Regions from separate parts of the Mus musculus genome. Here all the other regions are linked to region 5. The links are chromatin contacts, called in public HiChIP or PLAC-seq and promoter capture Hi-C maps. All regions are on one chromosome and are shown on one strand. The core of a region is the stretch at or near the end of the contact, and the rest is flanking DNA. Distances in the headings are between cores, read along the strand shown. Region 1 holds the start of Myl9 (myosin, light polypeptide 9, regulatory). Region 2 holds the start of 2310005A03Rik (RIKEN cDNA 2310005A03 gene). Region 3 holds the start of Epb41l1 (erythrocyte membrane protein band 4.1 like 1). Region 4 holds the start of Norad (non-coding RNA activated by DNA damage). Region 5 holds the start of Eif6 (eukaryotic translation initiation factor 6).

Region 1 (4,468 bases), core at 1,417-3,916, 950 kb after region 5:
TGCCTAGCAAGTAGGAGGCCATAGGTTGATTCTTAGCACTTGGGATGCAGAAGTGCAAGATCAAAAGTCCAAGGGCATCCTCAGGGCACAGTGTCTGAGATTAGCCTGTGTTACATGAGACCATCTCAAAAAATATATGTATATATGTGTATATGTGTGTATCATTATAATATGCATTACACACACATATACACACACGCAAAAGTAAATAAACTTAAAACAAAAAACTTGGAAAGTTATACAACTGGTGAGACGAGTCAGTGGGTAATGGGGTTTATGCCAAAGGCCTGGTGACAAGTTCTATCAGCAGAGCTCTTATAAAGATAGAGAGGACCAGTGTCTTTGAGTTTCCATTTCTGTAAAAAGACACTATGACCAGCAACTGTTAAAAAGGATAACATTTATTTTTTTGTTTTGTTTTTTTGTTTTTCAAGATAGGGTTTCTCTGTGTAGCCCCGGCTGTCCTGGAACTCACTTTGTAGACCAGGCTGGCCTCGAACTCAGAAATCCACCTGCAAAAATAAAAATAAAAATAAAAATAAAGAAAGAAAAAAAAAGAAATTTACCTGCCTCTGCCTCCCGAGTGCTGGGATTAAAGGCGTGTGCCACTACTGCTCTGCTAAAGGATAACATTTCATTGGCCCTGGCTTACTGGTTCTGAGGTTCAGTCCTTTATCATCATGACAGGAAGCAGCCATGGTGCTGGAAGAATTGAGAGTTCTACAACTTCATCCAAAGGCAGACAGAAGACTGGCTTCCAGGCAGCTAGGATGAGGGTCTCAAAACCCACCCCCACAGTGACACACTTCCTCTAACAAGGCCACACCTACTCCAACAAGACCACACCTCCTAATAGTGCTACTCCCTGAGCAAGCATATTCAATCCACCACAACCAGCTCCATGACAACATCTTCCAGCTCCATGGCAACATTCTCCAGCTCCATGACATCACCCTCCAGCTACATGACATCATCTTCAAGCTCCATAGAATGATGCCCATGGCACCTGCACCTCACCCATCACACACAACCTGGACCAGAACAAATTTCCATACAGGATATTACTGAGACATCTGGCACAATTGGAATATAGGTCATAAATTAAAAGCCTAAATCAATGTTAAATCTTATGATTTTGATAATATACTATCAATATGTAAAAGAGTCCTCCTTTTAGGATATACTAAAATCTTATTCACTATCAAGTGTTGGGCAATGTGCATATTCCCACAGGGAAGAGTGAGGAGCCAAAGGTCAACTGGAGACTCTCAAGGAAGTCAGTTTTCTATACGAGTCTTAGAACCTTAGTATGCTTGAAATTATCTCAAAAGAAAGTTTCCAAAAATGAATAAATCCAAGACAAAATGGATCTCTCCCAAATCTGCTCCGCCTACGCCCACGCTGCCCAACTAAGAAAATGGCAGCACTCTCTCCAGCTGCCCCACTGAAATCCTGAGCTGGGGCGTGAGAGAGGCTCCTTGGTAATGGCACTTGCTGTTCGTATGTGGCCAGGCAGGCCTGCAACAGTCCACTGACTTCCACACCAACTCTCATCACGAATAAATAGAATTTTTAAAAGAATTGAATTCTTGGAGCCAACTTTCTTCTCATTCCAGTCTGGTCCGTTTTCAAGTCCTATTGGCTGAAGCACTGAAGTGTTTCCAGAACCCCTCCCCTTGTCGCCCAGTTTCCCACTGCCCCATAAGCCCAACCAGCATCTCCCCCACTTACTGTCTGCTCTCCTGTCCTTGAGCGTGCCATACGCTCTCTAAATCTCCTGCACTGACATCCATTACTTTTCCTTTGTGACTTCTGACCTCTACGCTAAGCTAAACTACTCCCCAAATTCTAGTTCCGGAAGTGTTTCAACTGTTACCTCTAATGTTGCCAGGACAGATAAAAACTGTTACCTTCTATTTATTTAGACAACCTTGCTCCATAGCTCAGACTGACCTGGAACCTACACTATACTCGATGTTGGCAATCCTGCTGCCTCAGCTTCTCAAATGCCGAGATTACTGGCATGAACCACCGCATCTGGCTCCATCTCCTCTCAATCTGGCTCCATTTCCCAGCATCACCCTTAACTCCTTTTCAGCCGAGCTCAGAACTGTCCCGGGATGTAGGCGGTTTCAGGCTCCCAGGGCTCCCTAGGCAGATGGATCAGTTGCCTGCCCCATTGCGGAGCCAGGCAGCTATTTACAAAGTAACTGAATGCCAGAAAGCCCTAGGGAAAGAGTGATGGCCGCTGTTGTGAGGATTGAGTCTCCCTGAAAAAAAAGGACCATACTTGGCCGGGTGAAAGCCAGCCTTCCACCAGACACAGCAGGGGCCTCTGGGACAAGAGGGGGTCGGAGAGCTGGGAAACGCTGAAGGCTCCGCCCTTCTTGCCAGTCTTGACACCTCAATCTGCTTCCATGCCCCAGCCTGGGCCGACCCAGAGAAAGGCTGCGTCGAGGGGGGCTATTCCAGGGGCACCCCAGCTTCTCAGCCTGCAAGCAGAGGCCTAATAAGGCCGGGCTGGCTGCCTCAGCCCCGCCCCCACCCCACCCCCGCGCATTCTTCTGCCTTGTAAGGCCGGGCGGCCTGCGGACCCTCCAGCCCCGGCTCCGCCCCCAGAGCTCCGAGCATCGAGCATCGGTCGGAGCTGCTGCCAGCCAACTCTCGAAGCACCGCAACAGCGCCGAGGACTTTTCTTCTCTGCAGCAGGTGGGAGCCCACTCAGCACCCGGGCAGCTACAGTAGGTGGTCAGGCTGAACCTCACCCGGCCTTCTGAGGGCTGTGGCATGCTTAGTGGTGTGGGCTGGGGCTACTGCCTTGCTTGGGTCCTAAAGGGGACCCTGGCCTGGGACTGAGCAACTGGTGGTTCTGCGCCCCGGAAAACTGGTCTTTGGGCAAGGAAACAAGGATCCAGAGTGTCCTTTTGCTAAAGAGCCTAACACACCAAGCCTGGAAACTCCAGGCTACCTGCCTGTAGAGATGCCAGTGAGGGGGTTGAGGGCATCCCTGACCCAAGAAACTGTGTGTGGCAGAGGAAATTGAGCCCTACGGAAGCACAGCGCTCACACCCAGTTTTGCAAACCCTACCCCAGGAGGGATGGTAACCACCTCATGCCTTCCTTATCTCCAGTGCTGTGTGCACTAGAGAACGGTGGGATGAGGGGGTCTTGGCTTCTTCACAACCCTCCAGCCGCCCTGGTTGCTTGATGAGCCGGTTGGAAAGCAGGGTATCTGGCACAGCCAGCTATGGAGACTAGTAATGAGGAGGGAGGGATGGTCTAGCCATGACCGCGCCAAGTTCCAGCTGTCTGATCCTTGGTGTCTAGGACCCCAGAGAGGGGAGCATATGGCTTCAGAGTTAAGGACACAGCTTATTCCTAATTTAAGTCACTCAACCAAGTCTAGAAAGTGCCTGGCCCTTCAAGAGCCAAACCTGCCACCCACTGGCCCCAGCCTAGCGTGGTGTCCTGGCTCCCAACCCTCTCACAGGTATTCACTTCCCTTTGTGTGTGTGTGTGTGGGGGGGATGCCTCTCAGGGATGTAGAGAGGGCAGGGATACACTAGGGGAGCCTAGCTGGGCCTGCCCTAGAGGTCTGCAGACAGGATGGGCTAAGAAAGCTGATGGCCAAACCGGGCAGTGATGGTGCACGCCTTTAATCCCAGCACTTGGGAGGCAGAGGCAGGTGGATTTCTGAGTTCGAGGCTAGCCTGGTCTACAGAGTGAGTTCCAGGACAACCAGGGCTACACAGAGAAACCCTGACTCAAAAAACCAAAACAGAGCCGGGTATGGTGGCGCACGCCTTTAATCCCAGCACTCAGGAGGCAGAGGCAGGTGGATTTCTGAGTTCGAGGCCAGCCTGGTCTACAAAGTGAGCTCCAGGACAGCCAGGGCTATACAGAGAAACCCTGTCTCGAAAAAACAAGAAAAACAAAACAAAACAGACAGACAGACAGACAGACAGGAAAGAAAGAAAGAAAGAAAGAAAGAAAGAAAGAAAGGAAGGAAGGAAGGAAGGAAGGAAGGAAGGAAGGAAGGAAGAAAGAAAAGAAAGAAAGAAAGAAAGAAAGAAAGAAAGAAAGAAAGAAAGAAAGAAAGAAAGGAAAAGGAAGAAAGCTAGCTGATGGCCATCTCAGCCTGGGCCACAGGAGATGGGGGACAGCTTCCAGGGACAACATTTCTGCCCCCGGTTCTTACCAATTCCCACCCAGCACTACACAAAGGAACCCCAAAGCCTGGTGCATGCTGTGGGGCTCACTGGGTTTTATACAGCTAGAGTCTCAAGACTGCAGGTAGATGTGGCCCTGGGACTTGCTGGAGCTGACCATGACCCCAGCCCAGAGGGTATTAGAGGCAGGGATAGAGGAGGAAGGACATAGGCCCTGGGCCAAGGTCTACAGAGCACAGGGCAGAGAAGAAGACGTGCTGGGGCCTGGACTAGCTGAGGGGAAGCAGACAGAAGTTTTG
Region 2 (4,656 bases), core at 274-2,773, 730 kb before region 5:
AGATTCTAAGTTTGGGGCTAAGTAGGAAAAGCGAGTTGCAGAACATGACCTCCTTGGAAGGCGTAGGAAGAGAACAGGCACTTGTAGCACCAATGCATACAAACCAGACCCTGCACAATGTGTGATGTGCGGGTACGAGCAGGTTACTCTGCAGCAAGGATTGGAAAAGGGACCAAAAGAGGAATTTCACTTTTTCTCCACAGACTCTGACACCGACTGGCTGTGTGATCCTGGACAGACTGCATCACCTCATGGACATTTTTTCATCTGTGAGGGGAAGATTTCCTGGCAGTGGTCTGAGAAATGGTGGCAAGGACTGAAGGAGTTACATGCATGGAGAGTACTGTACCACCAGTTGGGCAGAGATGGAATTGCACTTCTTTTTGCTCTGTCTTTTCATCATCTTAGAAGTGGGTGGAGCCTCCTCTTCATAATTCCTACAGGGTTTAATACTGAGGAGAAACTTTGTAAAGTAAAGGATTTTTAGGGTTGGGGCGGTGGCACAGTAGGTAAAGCGCTCGCTGTGTCAGCCTGAGGACCCGGGCTGGTACTTACAACAAAGCATGGTATGATCATCAATAATGCCAGCACAGTTGCATAACGACGGGCACATCCCCGGGGAATCAGCTGCCAGCCAATCTCATGCTAGGTTCAGTGAGCAATTTCTCCCCAAAAATAAGCTGGAGAAGGACAGAGGATGACGCTGAACTTTGACCTCTGGCCTCCACACACATGCATGAGTGAGTGCACCCACATCAACACACACACACACATGTGAAAAACAAATCTTTTAAAATAATAATATGGGTCCCTAAGTACTGGAATTGAGAACAGTGCCTACATCCCAACGTTTGTAAGATGTCAGTGGACTGCAGAATAAGTGTGGGGATAGTCCTCATGGTAATTATTTGAAGTTTCTTTCGGGCGGTAGTAAATGTCAAATTCTTTCCATTAACCATCTCTATCGTCTTTGTTCCTCTGCAGGGGCTGAGTCAGCCTGTTGGGTGACCCAGGCCTGCCCTAGGGGAGGGAGGAAGCTACACAACTAAGTCCTTTGAGCCTCACCCCTGGCCAGAGGGCATCAGCAATTGGAAAGTAGCCCGGCTTTATGGGGAAACAATGGTACCAGCCAGCTGCGGGTGAAGCTGGGCTGAGCCGCCTGGCCTGATCTGGTGCGTGTTAAGAAGGGTGCCCCTCACACCTGAAGGGTCCACTTCACTTGAAGACAACTTAAGTATCCATCAATCAGAGACAATTCTTAAAGCACTTTGGAAAGGGTGGCTCAAGAGAGTCAGGGAATGTAGGAAGGGAACCCCCTGAGCATTCCCCATGAACAGCTCTATGCATGAAATCCCCCAGTCTCCCTGCTAGAGGACCTCAGAGTCCATGGAATTGAACTATTCTGGCACATGGGGGAGAAAACAAAGGATCCCTAAGGGGCCGAAAGCTGTCTGAGGTCCCATATTACTAACAACCACAGAGCTGGAGCTAAAATCCGGGTTCCCTTTGACACGCCGAGTCCACACCGAGAAGCGATGTGTGCATAGCCTTTTATGAGCACACTCAAGTCCACATCTCTGACGAGTGTCCATCTGACACATAAGATAGTGTCTGGTCACCTGACCCCTGGAATCTGAAGCATGCGTGTCTCCAGGACAGACTCTTGCCTGTCTGACTGTCAAGTCTGTAATGCAGTAATTGCCAGAGTTCAAAGCCTGCCTCTAGAGTCTGGAAAAATAGCCCATAGATAAAATACTTGCTATACAAGCACACGTTCCAGAGTTCAAATCTCCAGAACCCATAACATCCAGGTGTGGCAGTAAGCTTCTGTAGTCCCAGTGTGGGAGTGAGTAGATAGAGGTGATCCTGTGGGTGGGGCTTTCTAGCAGGTCAATCTAGTCAAACCATTCAGCTGCAGTTTCAATGAGAGACCTTGTCTCAAAAAATCAGGTGTGGAAGCAATAAGGAAGACACCCATTGTCAAGCCGTGACTTCAACTTACACCAGTGTGAGCAGGCACATCCCCAGACGTGTGTGCATTCACATATCACACATACTTGCACACAAACTCACAAAGCTCAGGGATAACACTTCCTATGGGCGTGACCTTGGATAAATTAGTTTATTGCTTTGGTGGCTCCGAGATGGCCCTCAGTGATCTTTACCTCAGGGTGTCTATGCCCTTACGTGGACAGTTTTCTGGGGAAGGGGGGAGGAGGGGGGAGGGGGGGGGTTCCTCCCACAGGGTATCTATTCCCTGTTGTAGGCAGTTCCTTCTCACGAATGCGACTGGCCTCTGTAACCACTGAAGGATTGCAGAAGTGAGAGCCCAACCTCAGGTCAGAGAAGCCATGAGAAGTTCTATCTTGCTCTCTTGAGCCACTGGCTATGGGGAGAGTCAGCTCCCATGTCAAGCTGCTCAAGGAAAGAGCCACACAGCTAGGGGCTGAGTCCATTTTCTGCTGCTATAACACGTATAAAGAAGTTTAATTGGCTCAAAGTCCTTGAGCTCTCTGCTGAGGGCCTTCTTGCTGCATCATGACTCAGATGCATGGAAAAAAAGGAACAGGGTGTGTGTGTGTGTGTGTGTATGCTGGGGCTGTTGGTGGGGGCTGGTCTTGCTCTTGCTTCTGATGATCAACCCACTCCCACAATGCTGGCTTTAGTTTCCTGATATGATTAACCTCCTGACAACCTCCCAACACTTTCAGAATAGCATCAACATCAGAAGAGGCATTCAGACCATGTGTTACAAGTACAGAGACGCCGGGTGGTGGTGGCACACACCTTTAATCCTAGCACTTGGGAGGCAGAGGCAGGTGGATTTCTGAGTTCGAGGCCAGCCTGGTCTACAAAGTGAGTTCCAGGACAGCCAGGGCTATACAGAGAAACCCTGTCTCAAAAAAACCAAAACCAAAACAAAACAACAAAAAAAAAAACAACAAAAGCAAACAAACAACAACAAACATTTCTCTCCTTCCATCTTAAGTTTCAGGGATCAAACTTAGGTTGTCAGACTTGCAGAGCAATCGCTTTCTCCTCATGAGCCATCTCATCAGCCCTGGTCTCCTCATTTTCCTAGCAATTTCATTCAGAGTTCAGGTCCGAAATACCCTAGCCCAAGAACAAACCCTGCAGGGAACCTCTGCCACCCCCCCACCCCACCCCCGCCCGTCCCATCCATCCCGCTCCTTGCTCCCCAGTCACTCCTTCCCCAGCTCCCTCTGCCCCGAGGTTCCAGTTTCTATCGCCCCACCCCACCCTGGAACTCATCAGGTCTTTCTTGGCTCATCTGCTAGGAAGCCTATGTTCAAAAAATTTCCTCTATCTCAGCATTTTCCAGGGATGTTCCCTGACCCCTGGAAGCTGCCCTGCAAAGGATTGTTTTGCTCCTTATATCTCTGGGAACCAGGTTTAAATTTTAACCTGCTATGGACTTGACCTTTGAAAAGTTTCTCAACCTCCTGAATACCATTTCTTCATCTGCTAAACAGGGAGAGTAACTTCTGCCTCTGGGCTGCTGGGGCATGAAAATAGATCCCGGGTATGAAATACCACTTTGCCGACTAGGGTACACCGGAAGCCCCCTCCAGCTGTCAGGTACAGCCCCGCCCCAGTAGCTTCTCAACTCTCAGCCCTGCCTGGCTATTGAGGCCAGCTTTGAATTTTTTTTTTTAATCAGGGGACATTCGATTTCTTTATTCAGGCTTTCAGCAGAACTTGCAAACATCTTCCAGGACTTTCTTTCTGCAGCTAAGCTAGGTTATGAAGAGAAGAGGGGTTTTGTTTTAATGGTCTCATTAAATAGCCCAGGCTAACCTTAAACTCATGGCCCATGATCTTCCTGGCTCAGACTTCCAAGTACTGAAATTACAGGTGAAAATAAATAAATAAATACATAATAATAATGTGTGTGTGTGTGGTGCTGAGAATCAAACTGAAGATTTCACGTGTGCCTGGCAAACACTATTTTTTTTCTTTTTTTTTTTTTTTCCTTTTTTGAGACAGGGTTTCTCTGTATAGCCCTGGCTGTCCTGGTACTCACTTTGTAGACCAGGCTGGCCTTGAACTCAGAAATCCGCCTGCCTCTGCCTCCTGAGTGCTGGGATTAAAGGCATGTGCCACCATACTCGCCTCAAACACTCTATTTTTATCCCCCAAATAATTTTTTTTTTGACATGAGGTGTGTGTGTGTGTGTGTGTGTGTGTGTGAGAGAGAGTGTGTGTGTGTGTGTGTGTGTGTGTGTGTGTGTGTGTATGCTCATTGCACAGCATGAGTGTGATGGGCAGACACCTTGGGTATTGGGTATCAACCCTTAAGGCACCTTTATCTTTTTGTTAGAGACACAGTCTCTTTTTATCTTTGTTTGTTTGTTTGGTTGGTTTTTTTTGGTTTTTACAGGGTTTCTCTGTATATCCCTGGCTGTCCTGGGATTAAAGGTGTGCGCCACCATGCCTGGCTAGAGACACAGTCTCTTATTGGCCAGGAAATTAACCACATAGCCCAGGCTAGCTGGCCTACCAAAGGTCCAGGAATCTGCCTGTCTCCATCTCACATCTCACCATCCCTGGTTTTACACAGTGGGCTACAATGCCTGGCTCCCCGCGCCCCCTGTCCCCCCCCCGTCCCCTTTAACATGGGTTGTAGAGATCTTA
Region 3 (5,063 bases), core at 181-2,680, 590 kb after region 5:
ACATGGAAGTATTTCTTCCATGCAGTGGAGCGGCTGAGTGAGCACTGCTGAGTCCTGTCTTAGGTAGGGCCTTGGTTTCCTTAGTTTTGTCCTCTCAGTTTATCAATGTCCCTGGAGGTCCAAACCAGGCCTCCCCTTCTGGATTTATCTATTCAGCTGTTTGATTCCAATCTGCTCTTAGCATCCTGTAGCAGAGTGGTGGGGGTGGGGAGGAGGAGATGGGACCGCAGTGAAGAACCAGAATTACTGGCCTAGCCTTTGATTCTGTGCTACCTGGGGCAGACTCAGGTGGATCCCAGCTACCACTTAAGATAAGGTAAGGTCACAAGAGGTGAAGGTGTTTACATTTTGGAGTCATTTGCCTAGGTTGTTACCCATGCAGAGGCCTCTAATAAAACCCGGTAAGTTCTTACATTTACTTCTTCCTTTTCTTCCCTTCAAAGTCTAACAAAGGAGGCTTGGTATTCCTGGCCTTCTGAGGTCTGGCCCTTGCTCTGGGAACCCAAGCTCAGTTTCTTCAGCTAACCCCATAGACGCCCTACCTTCTATGGATACTATTCTAGGTTCACTGTTTTCGTTACTTTGTCCTTTTCCTATGCTTAGCTTTACGTGTGTGTTCAAAGCAGTACCTTCCGGCAGGAGCCTGTAAGGTCCAGGGCGGATATAATCATAATTCAGAGAAACGCTTGACTTTGGGCATGCTTGGGCCTGTGGGTCCCCAGGGTCTTGGGACCAGGGGCTCGGCCCTTGCTTCCAAAGAGTGCCAAAGGACTGCCACCTCAGACTGGTTGGAAAGAGCTGCGTGGTCCTCCACAGCTCCGCAGCTTAGGCCGCCCGAACAATAGGAGGGAGGCTGAAGGGTAGTGGGCGTCGGCCAGGTCCCTGCTGGAGGGAGTGGAGGCCAGTGGTGCTGCTGGTCCCCCAGGTTAGCCCAGGCTACCGGCCTGAACGCCAAGCTCTCAGTCAAAGGCGAGGTGAAGCAGACTTGGTGCCGGTGGCGACTCTCTAGGAGGTGGAGTAAGGCCGAGCCCACGGGGCTGGGACCTGGAGGGAGAGGAGGCTCCGTGGAGAGTCTCGTCTTCGTGGTCCCGCTGCTCGCCTCGGCCTCTGAGCTCTGCCTAGGCTCTGGTGGGCGTCTGTCCCACGTGGGGGAAGCCAGCGGCGCGGGCTCGCGGGGCGCACACCCCTCCGAGTTCCCCTCCCTGGGATCGGACGCGCCTGCTCCTGGGCAGCTCGGCTCTTGGGGCCAGTGGGTCGCGCTCGCTACTCGCACACCCTTCGGACGCTGCCTGGCCCGGATCGCCGCCGCCTCCTCCCAGGGAGCTGGCGGGGCGGGGCAGAGGGGGAGAGGGGGTGTGCGGAGCGGGCGGGGAGGGGGCTGAGCGCCGTGGGAGGGAGCGAACGAGCGAGCGAGCGAGAGAGCGAGCGGGGCATTTCTGCGCAGCTCCGGAGCGTCTTGGAGCCTGCCTGGGCGGCCACTGGACGAAGGGACTCAGAGACAGACAGACAGACGGCTCCCGGAAGCCGCGCCGCCGCCGCCAGGTTAGCAGGGCGCGGAGACCGAGCAGGCTGTTGCTACGTCCCGAGCTCGCGTGCTGGAGGACGTGCGTGGCCGAAGCTACGATTCGTGTCTTTGCGGGTACGTGTCGGGGTCCACATCTCCGGGTGTGCGTTTAATGTGAACGCGCGTGTGTCTGTGGGTCGGTGCAAGTGGTGTGTACGTGCGTGTGCATCTGAGTAAGGGGCTGGGTGGTGTACTAATCTGGTAAGGGTCTGTGTGCCCTGGTTTGCTTATCCGGAGATGTGCCTAGAGAGGGTGTGTCCCAATGTGTAACAGTGTGTACATCTGGATGAGGCAGTGTGCCTATGCTGATGATGGCTTCGCTTGTGGCTGAAGCCTATGGCGGGTGTATGTGAGTGTTCGTGTGTGTGTGTTTCGCTGTGTGCACGCCAGTGTGACTCCCCGTGTGTGTGCGCGTGTGAGGGCGGGTGTGCACCCGCGTAGCCCCTGTGTGCGTGTGCTCGGCTTTGTCTCCGCACTGCCGGGAGGAAGGGGGTGGGGGCGGCAGCCGAGGCGCTGGCGTCGCCCGGAGCCCGGCACTGGCCGAGGAAGTGGGTAGCAGCAGCGGCGGGGGCGTCTTAGCTGAGTGGAGACTCCCTGCTGGCAGGTGGGCAGCCACACCCGGGGTACGGGAGAGCCCTACTGCCAGTGGAGCCTGGCTCCCAGCTGAGCTGAAGCAGAGGGCGTGGCCTGCTCAAATCCCGGGTGTGTGTTTGTGAGGGGTGGGGTGGGGGATTAGGTGTGAAGAGGGTGTGTCTGTGCGCAGGCATGGGTGTGGGTAGAAGCAACAGAGGCCCCTCAGCGGGGTTCTGTGATATGTTTCCTTGCTGTGTAACGACCATCACCCTGGCCAGCTACAGCCCAGCCTGGTTAGGTACCCTCCACCCTCACCCTGGACACTGTTCGGAAGGGCAGCAGCCTAGGTACCCTACAAAGACTAGTAAAACTGATCACTATCTTAAATGGCCAGCGCCCCACTCCAAGGAATCCCCTCTCAGAAGGTCTTCATACTTTGAGAGAGATGTGTTTCTGTATCTCTTCCCCCATGTTTTGGGCACTGCATGCATGTCTAGTCTGGGTGAGTGTGTGCATTCTCCCTGTATATTTCTTGTGCATTTAGGTGCATTTGTACATTTTACTGATGAAGAATAAACAAAATATCTCTGGATGTATATGTGCATTTGTTTTGATAAGTTCTGGTATATCTGGTTTGTTTTTTTTTTTTATGAGTGTGTAAGCTGTTTGTGTATTGGCGAGCCAGGATGGGGACAGTAAGAGAAGTGCCATTTTGCTGCTAACTGGAACAGAATAGAAAGCCCCCTATATTTGAAAAACAAGATTACAGGGAAGTTTGCGGATTTAGTCACTGTCTGCCGGGTTCAGATACTGGTACTGAAATGTAGGTAGACTAGGTTTGACAAGGATCTAGAGAGGCTGAGAATCTTACAGAGGGAAGGAAGGAGGACGTGCAAGCCCAGCCTTCCTTCTCCTGGCTCTTCTCTCTAACTTCACTCCTTGCTGGTTGGCTTGTGTACAAGGATAAGGGTGCGGGCTTTGGAGTGGAGAGGGAGAGTGCAGGGAGTGTAAACGGGAGTGGACAGTGCAGGAGTGGGAGGGGCGCCCCCCAAGGCAGATTTCTGCAACTCCCCAGCTGCTTTTCTGGCAGAGGCCGCCGAGGCAGGGGAAGCTGGGATTCTTATCTCTCTCCCTGAATACACACCTCAAGAGAGCCGCTGCCCTGGCAGCTCACTGGCGCTGAAATCTGGTGGTGGTGGGTGTCTCCTTTTGTGTTTATTTTTATTAAGCTGCTTTTCTCGTCAAGACCCTGACCTTCCCATGCCTCAGTTTCTCTGTTTAGGCGGCTAGGAAGCTCAGTGTCGTGTCTTTGAGGCAGGTTGGACTTTGGCTCAAAGCTCTAGACCTGTCTTATTACCAAGATTTAGGAATTCACTGTTCTTTAAAAAATGTTATATTTGATATGCATGTGACCATCAGAGAATAACTTGTAAGAGTCAGGGATTGAACTCAGGACATCGGGCTTGGTAGGAAATGGCTTTACCCAATGAGACATCTTGCTAGCCAGGAATTCAGACTTCTTGCCCCCAGAGATCCTGGCCATACCTCCCTACCTTCCTCAATAGCACCCAGACCACCAGTTCTCAGTGTGGTCCATCTTACCATCTGCAGCAAGGTTACCGGTTTACTAGAAATGCAAATTTGGAGCCTTCTGGTAGACATACACAATGCAAAAATCTGGAGATGGGGTTTAGCAATCTATGTTTTAACAAATGCAAATTATTTTGACCTGTTCTACAACCCTCTAGAGAAGCCAGGAAGTGCTAGATTGAAACAAGAGGATATCCCTTCTTTTTTGCAACCTGCCATACATGTCCCTGAAGTAGCCCCAAAGCCTACCTTATTTGGTAGGGGTTCTGGCTTCAAGCCCCAGGTCTTTCTTGTGGTCTTAGACAGATAACTCCTTTGCTGACCAAAGCAAACTCTTACCCCGTAGCTTCTTCTCTAAGCTCATTTTCCTCAACCCTTACCTTGATTGACAAGAAGGCAGGTACAATCCAGTCCTTGCCCACTTGACTTTGGAATTTGTGCCTGCAGGCCCCTCCGTTTAGCACCTCATCCCCTGCTTCCTCAGACTTTCACATGACTGTGTCTTTTGGGGGAGGGGGCAGGGCTTTGCCAACATCCTAGGTTAGGCAAGTATTTCCCTTCATCCATCCCTAGAGCTCCGGTCTCTCCTAGGGCTTGTAAGCGTGTGGAATTAGACTTGAACTTGTGAGTTGCTTGATTGTCTCCCTCATCTAGGCTGTGAATGCCATCTGGGCAGGGATTGCTTGTTCATCATCCTGGTATCCAGCAGCAGCGTTTCTGCCTTCTGATTTGTGTTCCATAAGCCTGTCACATGAATTAATGTCTCAAGTAGGAGACAAGTGGCTGGAGAGATGGCTCCAAGATTAAGAGCACTGGCTGCTCTTCCAGAGGACCCAGGTTCGGTTCCCAGCACCCACACAGCACCTCACAACTGTCTGTGACTCACAGCTGTCTGTAACTCCTGTTCCAGGGGATCTGACTCCCTCACACATGCAGGCAAAGCACCATGTACATTTTTTTTAAGTAAACACATTTAAGATAGGACATGATGCTAAGTGCTGTCCTTTCTCAAGTGTCTCCTCAAGCTTTGATGGTGTACCAATCCAAGCAGGACATGGATTGGTTTAGGCAGGCCATCTTTTACACTCCTGCATCTCCTGGCTGTAGACTTGGCTCTCACTGTGTGCCCTCAGCTGTGATGTCTCTGCCTGGGGAAAGCAGGGGAAAGCTCTTAGGAGACATAGCCTCTCTTGTGACCTCCTAGGGCCCTATGCATCTGTGCAGAGAACAAGTGAGGAATCTAAAGTTTTGGGGTGTGGCTGCACACCTCACTTTCCTCCTTTGCATGTTTCTTCTTCTGTCAAGTGGAGGTGTTGGGGTGAAGGCTCTCACTGCA
Region 4 (4,434 bases), core at 1,167-3,666, 570 kb after region 5:
ACACAACACACAGGGGGATGGGTAAGCTAGAAATGTCTAGCACACAAATGGAATCTTTTTGCAGTTCCTTCCCTCCCACCTCCTTGATCCACTGAACAAGCACAGCCGGTACACTGTTCTCAGAGGCGGGCTAACAATTCTACTTCTACACACAGCATTTCTCCAGTTTAAAAAAACTATATACACAAAATATTATTCTATTACCTGTACCTTTAAATGTATCAAGCACTTTCAGATATCTAAAAGACTAGATGTTTCATGTAAGAACTTATCTGCTATTGACATGGCACTGGTAAATAAAACTGTATGCAAAGCAATGGTTATTATCTGAGGTATCTTCTAAACATAACCATTTGGGCTTCGACCCACTTTCTTCTCCCTTCAAACCAATAGACAAATATAGGTATGTGTAATGCTTAGATACAGCTGAGCAAATCCTATCCCCAAGCCATTTACAGAACAAAATTTTCTATGAATTTTAACGGTGTACACTATGTGCTAAATTTACTACTTTGTCATACATTGGCAACCTCTTTAACATCTAGAGTCTAGATGTTGAAAATTTAGACATATTTGTCCATTATATACAGTATACACACAGCAAAACAAAATGCAAGAATATAAAAATGGCATCTGAAAAGGTCCCATATACACACACACTACATGGCCGTTGTCACTGCCTCCCAACACCTCCTCCAAACCCCGGAGCAAGTAAAGACAGTACTGCTCAGAGGGCTCATCACCCCACTCCCCAAAGACAACGACTCATGAGTGTTTGCAAAAAGATATTTACAAAGTGATATTTCACTACCTCTACATTTAACATACGTTGGGCACTTCTAAACATCTAGATAGACCAGATGTTTCAAGTAAGGACTGTTGTCCACTATATACACAGCAGTCAGTAAATGGCACACGTAACAAGAGTAATTACAACTTTAACACAAAATGTAAAAAAAAAAAAAAAAAAAAGTGTTGTTCTACTAACTCTACTTTGTCATACACTGGCAACCTCTTTAACATCTAGAGTGACTAGATGTTGTAAATTAGGACCCCTTTGTCCTTTACATACACTATGTACAAAGAAAAGCCAAACAAAATGGGATAGTGGGAGATAGTGGTTCCTTTCCACTCACGGACCACAGTAGCTTAGAGCTCTGGATTTCCTTCTGGGAACCAGGGCACAAACACAATGCGGTCAACTCAGGAGAGGTTTGGCTTTTCTTCTCCAAACAATAATTCAAATGAATCCTAACAAAAAGGTATTTACAGCATGTTTACTACTTATAAAATATGGCAGGCACTTCAGAGCAGCTAGAAAGACATTACCCCCAAAACCTGGCATTTTCAAACACACTCAAATACACACACACAGGCACACACGCAAACATGGTGTGGGGGGTAAGAAATGAGGACTAAAATGCATACACAATACAATAGGATAAAAAAGAGAGACACGTCTTCTTCACACGACCAATCTGGCTCCGGGCCTCTTCTTCCTCCTGCTGGATCCTCTAAGGTACTGAACAAACAGGGACGAGTGTCGCTCCTGGGTCTTTCTAGAGGCGGCCTAAACAATTCCATTTCAAAATCACTTGCAGAAGACGTGTCCACGATCTTCTTTTTATGGCGACTGGGTATTCACGTCATCTCCTACCTCTCCTTTACCCTGCGTCGGCAATCTCTACAGTTAGACGTCCAGATTTAGCCAGAAGTCTAAAAAGGGTCGGGGGAAAGGTTGAGAGCAGCTTTTTCATATTATATACACAGGACTTCTACGGCGACAGCGTTTCCGAATGGCCGCCTGCGGTTGTCGCGTCTCGGCTTCTCTCGGGTGGAGGGAAGACCCGCGGCCCAAGAATCGATCGTTCCTCTCGCCGTGATTCGGGGCCCCGCTCACCTTCGTCCAGGCCCATCGAGGCCTCGGTTCATCCAGGTCTGCGTGCTCGGCCACGGGTGGGCCTCCCGTCCCGAGCCGGCGATGGCAGAGTGTTCTTGCTCAGACCCGCCGCCTTAGGCCGCAGAAGCCCCGAAGGCCCAGCCTTGGCCTTCAGGTGGATGCCATTCTTCCCGTCATGCCACGCTCGCCGCCACTTTCGAGGCGTCCTCGAAGGCCTGGCTGGGACTCCTCGGTGGGCCCGGCCCTGGAGAGAGGGCGCCGGTGGAGTCGGGGAGGCCGCCGCCATGCAGGCGCATCGTTGGCAGGGCAAGAGTCGCTGCGGAATGGCCGCGTGGCCTAGCCGGTGGCTGCCTCGAGGGCGAGGGCTCCTGGCGTCCGCAGAGTAGGGACCGAGGCTGCTCCCGGGCCCCTCGGGCTCACCCGGCGCGGGCCGAGGCCGTGAGGGGCCCGGGGCGAAGAAGGCCACACTCCCGAGCTCGCTGCGCTCTCTGCCGGAACTGACTTGGCAATTCTTCTCGCCCAGGCTGGAGCGGCACCGGAAGCCCGCAAAAACACCACCGGAGAGCTAACGTTTCCCCAACTGCAAGGTTCCGGCCGGGAGCGGGGGGGGGGGGGGGGGGGGGGAGCCTGGGGTTGGGGGCGGGGGTCTTTTTTTCTTTAAGTCTCTTTACATCTTTTGTAGAGACTAGAAGGCCAAGGGGAGAATAAAAGGCCAAAAGTGAAAAAGAAAAAAAGAAAAAGCCCACACTAGCAGTCCCAGCAATTTGTGATACATTATAAAAATAATTATAGGCAAACGCCTAAGGGCCTGAAGTACTACACTAGTCTCACTAGAAGTGGTGTTATAAACTAATTACCTAGTAAGATAGTGAACTGCTTGCCTCTTATCTACTCAAATACAACCCCATAGAATTTATTATTCCATGAGGCTAAGAAGGCAAATCGGACCCCTCCCCCCACATCACCCCTCTCACAGTTTCTGTCCACGGTGGTGTGTGTGTGTGTGCGTGTGTCTGTCTGTCTGCCTGCCTGTCTGTTTCTGTCTATCTGTGTCTGTGTAAAAGTTTTAGATGCCCTGGAACTGGAATTATAGACAGCTGAGCTGAGCCATCTCTCCAGTCCCCTGGAACAAAGTCTTGAAGGAGGCAAGGGATAACATAGTCTCACAGAGTGTGTGTAAAGAGCCTCCCTAACAGAAGAGAACAGCAAACAGTTAACAGGCTATGAAATGGACCACATAGGCCTTACCTGCTCCACAAAGAGCTAAGGCCAGGGAAGAGAGGAGGGTTGGATCTGGTCAATGAATACAAGACAGAAATGAGAGCCACTGAAGGGCTTTGAGATGTGCCATGAAAGTCAGCGGAATCAGGGACAAGGTCAGAGATGAGAGCCCTTACAGCAGATGGTGACGTATGGTATACAGTAGTTCTCCTGACCCTGGGTTCCCTTTTTCGTTTCAGCTACCCAGAGGTGAACTGCTTCCCAGAAACACTAAGTGGATAATTTCCCAAATAGTCACTGTGTACGTTTTACATTGCCCATAGTCCATGATGCCCCATACCATCCTTCCAGGATGTAATGTGTGCTGTTGTTTACTGCTTCCACTCACTGGTCAGTTAGTCACTCTCTCAGTTATCCGACTGACTATGATCAAACCACACAGCAAGTTCCAGGTTGGCCAAGGCTGTGTAATAAGCACTCTTCTGCCCCACAAAACATGCCAATGGCAACACTATCCTTGGGCCTGGAGAGATGGCTCAGCAGTTAGTGCTTGCTCTATCAGTGGACTAGAGTTTGGATCCCAGCACCTACATCAGGAAGCACAAGATGCCTGTAACTATAAGGAATCCAAAGCCCCTTTAGCTTCTGTTAAAACGCACACTCACATACGCACACGCACGAAAACACAAACACACATGTGGGCTGGAGAGATGGCTCAGCAGTTAAGAGCACTGTCTGTTCTTCCAAAGGTCTTGAGTTCAATCCCCAGCTACCACAGGGTGGCTCACAACCATCTATAAATGGGATCTGATGCCCTCTTCTGGCATACAGGTGTACATGCAGATAGAGCACTCATACATAAAATAAACAAATTTTTAAAAAAAGACAGAATAAAATGTCATAAAATCATTTTTTATTTAATTATGGTTCCAAAGTACAATGCTATAGTGGTTTTAGCAAATTGGACATCACAAAAAAAGCTATGAAGTGCTTCCTTCAGTGAAAAAGATGAACTTTTCTATTTAGTAAGGAAAGAAAAAAACGTGTATGTTGAGAATGATGAGCTCTATAGTAAGTATAGCCCTCCCTGACAACTGTGCTGAGGGTGGAGCCCACAGCCATGGGCATGCTTAGGATTTGCTCTGCCACTGAGCCACCTCTAGCCTAAGCTTACGACTCTTGATGTAAACACACACAGGATCCCAGTCAGAAAGGCCTTTCTGATGAGAAGCTGCAAGAAGACCACAGACTCTTGTCTACGGTAGATGACCAAGGGCCTGAGACAGGGGAATGACTGGAGGGCTAGAAAACTG
Region 5 (4,716 bases), core at 1,191-3,690:
TGTGACTATTCAACTCTACTTATAGGTATTATATATCCAAAAGTAATACGGACATATGTTCATATTTACACAGTAGTACTAGTCTTTTTTTGTTTGTTTGTGGTTTTTTTTTTTTTTTTTTTTTTTTTTTTTGAGACAGGGTTTCTCTGTGTAGCCCTGGCTGTCCTGGAATTCACTCTGTAGACCAGGCTGGCCTCGAACTCAGAAATCCACCTGCCTCTGCCTTCCAAGTGCTGGGATTAAAGGCATGCGCTACCACTGCCTGGCCAGTAGTACTAGTCTTAAGACACCAAACTATAAATTGTCTAAATACTCATTAACGTAAGAATGGCATTTTTAAACCGGGTGTGGTGGCGCCCACCTTTAATCCCAGCACTTGGGAGGCAGAGGCAGGTGGATTTCTGAGTTCGAGGCCAGCCTGGTCTACAAAGTGAGTTCCAGGACAGCCAGAGCTATACAGAGAAACCCTGTCTCGAAATACCAAAAAAAAAAAAAAAAAAAAAAAGAATGGCATTTTTATACAAAGCATTCAACATTACACTATGACTACAGGCAAGCGTCTGCCTAGCCTGAGCCACAGTTCTCAATTTCTGAACCTCACGTTACGTTCCTTAAAACAGAACAAAGACCAGACTAAAATCTCTCATGTCGTGTCAGAATTCATTTCATAAGGACACAGTTAAAAGACCAGGATGTTTTATTATCAGAGATTAATGTAAATGAGAAACCATGTAGAGTCACCACCCATGCTTAACGATTAAAAAAAAAATGTTTTTAGGTAAATACATAAAAGCCTGAACCAAGAAACTAAGAGTGTAGCAATGGGGCACAGTGCCAGGTGAAAGGACTGCAAAGGCATAATGGCACACACCTACTAATCCCCAAACCTGGGAGGTAGATGAAGGTGTATCAAGAATTCTAGGTCATTCTTAGCTACAGGGACAGTGCAGCTAAGGCCAGAGTGTGGGGGGATAAAAGGAAAAGTCGGGAGCCACTCAACACTCGAGTTGTAGTTAGAAATTGTAAGAATTAGCCTGGTGTGATGGCGCACGCCTTTAATCCCAGCACTCAGGAGGCAGACGCAGGCGGATTTCTGAGTTCAAGGCCAGCCTGGTCTACAAAGTGAGTTCCAGGACAGCCAGGGCCATACAGAGAAACCCTGTCTCGAAAAAAACAAAAAAAAAACAAACAAAAAAAGAAATTGTAAGAATTAAATGCAGCTGAACAGGGTGACCTGGGACCTTAGTTATTTCCTGAGGGAGAAACTGATGCTCAAAAACAAGAAGCAACTTGTTCATATTCAGAGGCAGGAGAGAGATGCAAATCCTCTCCTCCGCCCTTAGGTGTGGGACTCTGTAAGTCACATAGTTCCGAGCGACAACCCATGCTTTCCAGTATCCCTGTGAAGGAAAAACGAGACCAAGAATGATAGCCAGCACTTAATGGTATTTCGCTCCGGCTACTCTCAAGTCTGAGAGACAGTGTTCTTGATCTGCAGTTCGAGTCCCACACACCCGTCAGATTCCAAAGTCCACTGGGCCCGAAAGCCTGGGAATCCCCCGATCACTGGGGGTAAGCTCCAGGAAACTAATGACTCAGAGTGCTTCGCTGTGTCCCTCGGCGTCTTCCACCCGCCTTACCCACACACATGCGCCCGATGATTCGGCAGCCGGCGATGGATGCGTGCACCACGGGAATGGCATCGGAGAGCTCACCCTCGAACACACTGTAGAAACACGGATTCGCTGCTTACTGGGGTGGGTCGCTCTTTTCAGACCTCTCGCTCTCCGCCTCCCTTCCCTTCCCGCCCCGGCGGCTCGGGACCAGAAGCTCTCGCCTCACCTATAGAAGTTCTCTGAGCCTCCGATGGCCACCAGGCAGTAGGCGTTTGTGAGTTTGGCAAAACAACCGACCTCACAGTTGTTCTCGAACGACGCTCTGACCGCCATGAGAGAGGCTGGGGGGCAGCACGACTGCGGGTTCTGGGCCGACAGATCCACTCCGGAGCCGGGTCAACCAGCCTCGCCTCCTCAAACCCCGCCCTCTCGGGCCCCTCAGATGCCCGGGCGTGCGGACGGATCCCTCCTGGCTCTCCTGCCCCAAGTCCTCTCGCCCTGCGACCCGGAACTGACTTTTGCCGCCCAGAGTCCCAACAGCTCACCAAGCGACTCCAATGTCTACACGCTGCAACAACTTCTCCCGTAACTAGCTTTCCGTTTCCGCCTCCTCCCAGGCCCGCTTCCGGGAGCGCGCAGGAGCCGGGCGGAGCTGCTGGTCACTCTAGCCCCACCCTTTGGGAGGACTCGATGGTTACTAGGTGACTCCGCCCGACCCCGCCTCCTGCACGTTTTCTTGCTTTAGGTTTTTGGCTTCACCTCCTAGTGGGTCTTTTTAGAAGGAATAATCAATCAAACCTGAGGCTGGGCAAATGAAAAGATGAGGAAATGAGGAACCGGTGTTGTCTGGTTGGAGCTGGATTGATTGGAGGGCTTTATTTACCGAGTAAGGACGGGAAAAGGGCGGATTTGAGAAAGAGGATAATCACACCCCGGCCACGCGGACGGAAGTGGGAATCTGGACCAGTGGCAAGGGTCAAGGGTTGAAGATTGAAATTTGGCATAGAGATCAACCAAGAGACCAGGATAAAGTGGTTGGAGGAGGCATAAGAACCATAGGCTGAAGAAGACAATGGAGACGGGGAAATGTGTTACGGAGAGATTGGAGGAGAAAGGGTTCTAGGGTAAGCAAAGATCTGAGAGCTGACTTGCTTCCTTGATGTGTTTATCACGCAGTTTATCACCCCATCAGCAGCCCTGGGGATAGTGGTATGGCCCATTTTCATAGAATAAACTTGTCTCAACTAGTGTAGAATATACAAAAGTCCCCAGGGTGTCTCAGAATGCCACAGTGGAAGGTAAAAGGAGCAGAGAATCACTTACCGCAGACTGTCTTATGCCATTCATTCTTCTCCAAGAAGATCTGATCTGAAAGGGGCATAAATGGCGCGGCGCCCTTTCCCCAGCCCCATCATACAGTCCCATAACCGAGAACACATCAGATTGCTACGGGGTCTAGCCACAATTGCCTTTATTGATTAGTACCATGCACAGTCTCCTGCAGGTGCTAAGTTCAGGAGAAAGACCCATGACCAGCTGCAGCCCGAGCTTCCAGAGACATTCAGCAAGGTGGTCTGTGTGTTTGTGTCTAAGTGTTCAACTACGTGCTCTGCTTATCTCCCCCAGCTCACCCCAGATCCGCTCATTGAGCCCCACACCACTCTCTGGCTTACTCTACCAAGAACTCTTAACTCTCCTCCACCTGGCTCTCCCCCTGTCCTTCAAGACCAGCCTCCAAGTCAGCCTCTCTCTGATAAGCTTTGTCGATCGCTCTACTATCTCCATGACCCTCTGTCCCTAATACAGTTTTCATCTAATACATCTGTCTTGTTCTCTGAGGTTTGTGCTTTTAAGCTTCAGCCCTCAGAATCTGCATCTAAGTAGCCTTTCGGCTCTAGGGAATGTTCAGGGTGAGGTTGTGAGCACAGCTTGGTGCAGAGTTAGGATGAAGAGTCATATGTGTATTTATAGTTTCTGAGTCTCAGGGGGGCTCTGCAGTGTGTACTAGAAGCTTGAATTTTCTGTGGCCATTCATTTAGGCAGACCATATTGATTATGTACCTGCAACAGAAGTTTTATTTTTGAGTTAATCAGAGAGCTCTGTATACTCGCTCTATGCATCTATGGGTGTACCTAGTCATTGTTCTCTGTGTACTGTACGGGCATCTGAAACATCCTTGTAGTGTCCATGTTTTATGTACATAGAAACACAGGAACTGCAGATTCTATGTGTTGTGTCTGGGCAAACAAAATTCAGATTTAGAGCCAGAGGACAATGGACTGGCAGAATTCCCTAACCTGTCACTTGATTGGATCTTCCTCCAAATTAACCATCCAAGCTCTGGACTTCAGTGCCCATTCTTATAAAATGGGAAGAATATCAATCGTCTGTTCTCTTTGGCCTCTGTGACAGAAGCAAGATGTCAAAAATGAGCATCATCCTTTGGAAGGCATCACAATAAGGCACAAACCTCGGCGCTGCCTCTGTGGCTCTAAGGCGACCACCTTCAGAAGTTGACCTGTGGAGAATGTGGCTGTCCTACCAAGTGTAAGAGGAAGTATAACGGGAGCGCCAAGGCCAAGAGACCAAACACTACTGGGGACTGGGCGGTCAGGAACATAAATTTGTCTGTCACAGATTCAGACTCGGATTCTGTGATGGAGCATCCCCAAACAGGGCAGCCACTGCAGCAGTCTGTTCATCTTGAGGATTTTCTACCAGTCTAGTTGCAAAGGCTTTTGAAAAATGGGAAGAATAATACTTGATACATCTATATACCAACAAGAGGTTCTATCTAGAGAAGATGGAGAATGACAATAACTGGTGTGACGTGTCCAACCCCAAACATACAGGAAACACTCAGTAACTGTGGTGTGTTCAGGTGTGTGTGTGTGTGTGTGTGTGTGTGTGTGTGTGTGTGTGTGTGTAAAAGAGTCTTGAGACCAGGAAGTTTTTGGCCTGGGCTGCTAGATGGCCCCCTTCTTTATGCAGCACCCCAGCTTCATACTCTCACACTCCAGACTTGAACCTGAGCATGTCGTCTCTGGATGGAGGGAGGATCTGTCCCTGCAAGGGGCAGGGCTAGGACTCAAAGCGACT

The links. Promoter capture Hi-C pulls out the DNA fragments that hold promoters and counts their contacts. HiChIP or PLAC-seq counts read pairs in DNA pulled down with a chosen protein or histone mark.
Region 1: a contact with region 5 is called in a promoter capture Hi-C map of pre-B cells, with 3 times the contacts expected there. The contact joins the promoter of Myl9 here to the promoter of Eif6 in region 5. A contact is called at or near these places in 2 of 39 promoter capture datasets (liver and pre-B cells).
Region 2: a contact with region 5 is called in a promoter capture Hi-C map of pre-B cells, with 3 times the contacts expected there. The contact joins the promoter of 2310005A03Rik here to the promoter of Eif6 in region 5. A contact is called at or near these places in 5 of 39 promoter capture datasets (the C10 cell line, liver, pre-B cells and 1 more) and 1 of 115 datasets of contacts at active chromatin or transcription factors (bone marrow-derived macrophages).
Region 3: a contact with region 5 is called in a promoter capture Hi-C map of pre-B cells, with 3 times the contacts expected there. The contact joins the promoter of Epb41l1 here to the promoter of Eif6 in region 5. A contact is called at or near these places in 2 of 39 promoter capture datasets (liver and pre-B cells).
Region 4: a contact with region 5 is called in an H3K4me3 HiChIP or PLAC-seq map of pro-B cells, with 4 times the contacts expected there. The contact joins the promoter of Norad here to the promoter of Eif6 in region 5. A contact is called at or near these places in 3 of 39 promoter capture datasets (liver and pre-B cells) and 2 of 115 datasets of contacts at active chromatin or transcription factors (large pre-B cells and pro-B cells).

Annotation. Positions count from the first base shown.
Region 1 is chr2:156,772,798-156,777,265 of GRCm38.p6, forward strand. Myl9 (myosin, light polypeptide 9, regulatory) reads left to right here and starts at 2,667. Exons shown (of 4, transcript NM_172118.1): 1 at 2,667-2,709.
Region 2 is chr2:155,098,556-155,103,211 of GRCm38.p6, forward strand. It overlaps 2310005A03Rik (RIKEN cDNA 2310005A03 gene), which reads right to left and starts at 1,524. Exons shown (of 3, transcript NR_040634.1): 1 at 1,473-1,524; 2 at 556-680; 3 at 1-452. It overlaps Gm45609 (a long non-coding RNA gene), which reads left to right. Exons shown (of 3, transcript XR_001783519.2): 3 at 204-955.
Region 3 is chr2:156,419,661-156,424,723 of GRCm38.p6, forward strand. Epb41l1 (erythrocyte membrane protein band 4.1 like 1) reads left to right here and starts at 1,431. Exons shown (of 25, transcript NM_001368800.1): 1 at 1,431-1,639.
Region 4 is chr2:156,390,563-156,394,996 of GRCm38.p6, forward strand. It overlaps Norad (non-coding RNA activated by DNA damage), which reads right to left and starts at 2,417. Exons shown (of 1, transcript NR_024329.1): 1 at 1-2,417. All of the region lies in intron 2 of Gm14170 (a long non-coding RNA gene), which reads right to left.
Region 5 is chr2:155,824,485-155,829,200 of GRCm38.p6, forward strand. Eif6 (eukaryotic translation initiation factor 6) reads right to left here and starts at 2,441. Exons shown (of 6, transcript NM_010579.2): 1 at 1,843-2,441; 2 at 1,641-1,726. The coding sequence starts at 1,949. It overlaps Fam83c (family with sequence similarity 83, member C), which reads right to left. Exons shown (of 4, transcript NM_027788.3): 4 at 4,699-4,716. The coding sequence ends at 4,699.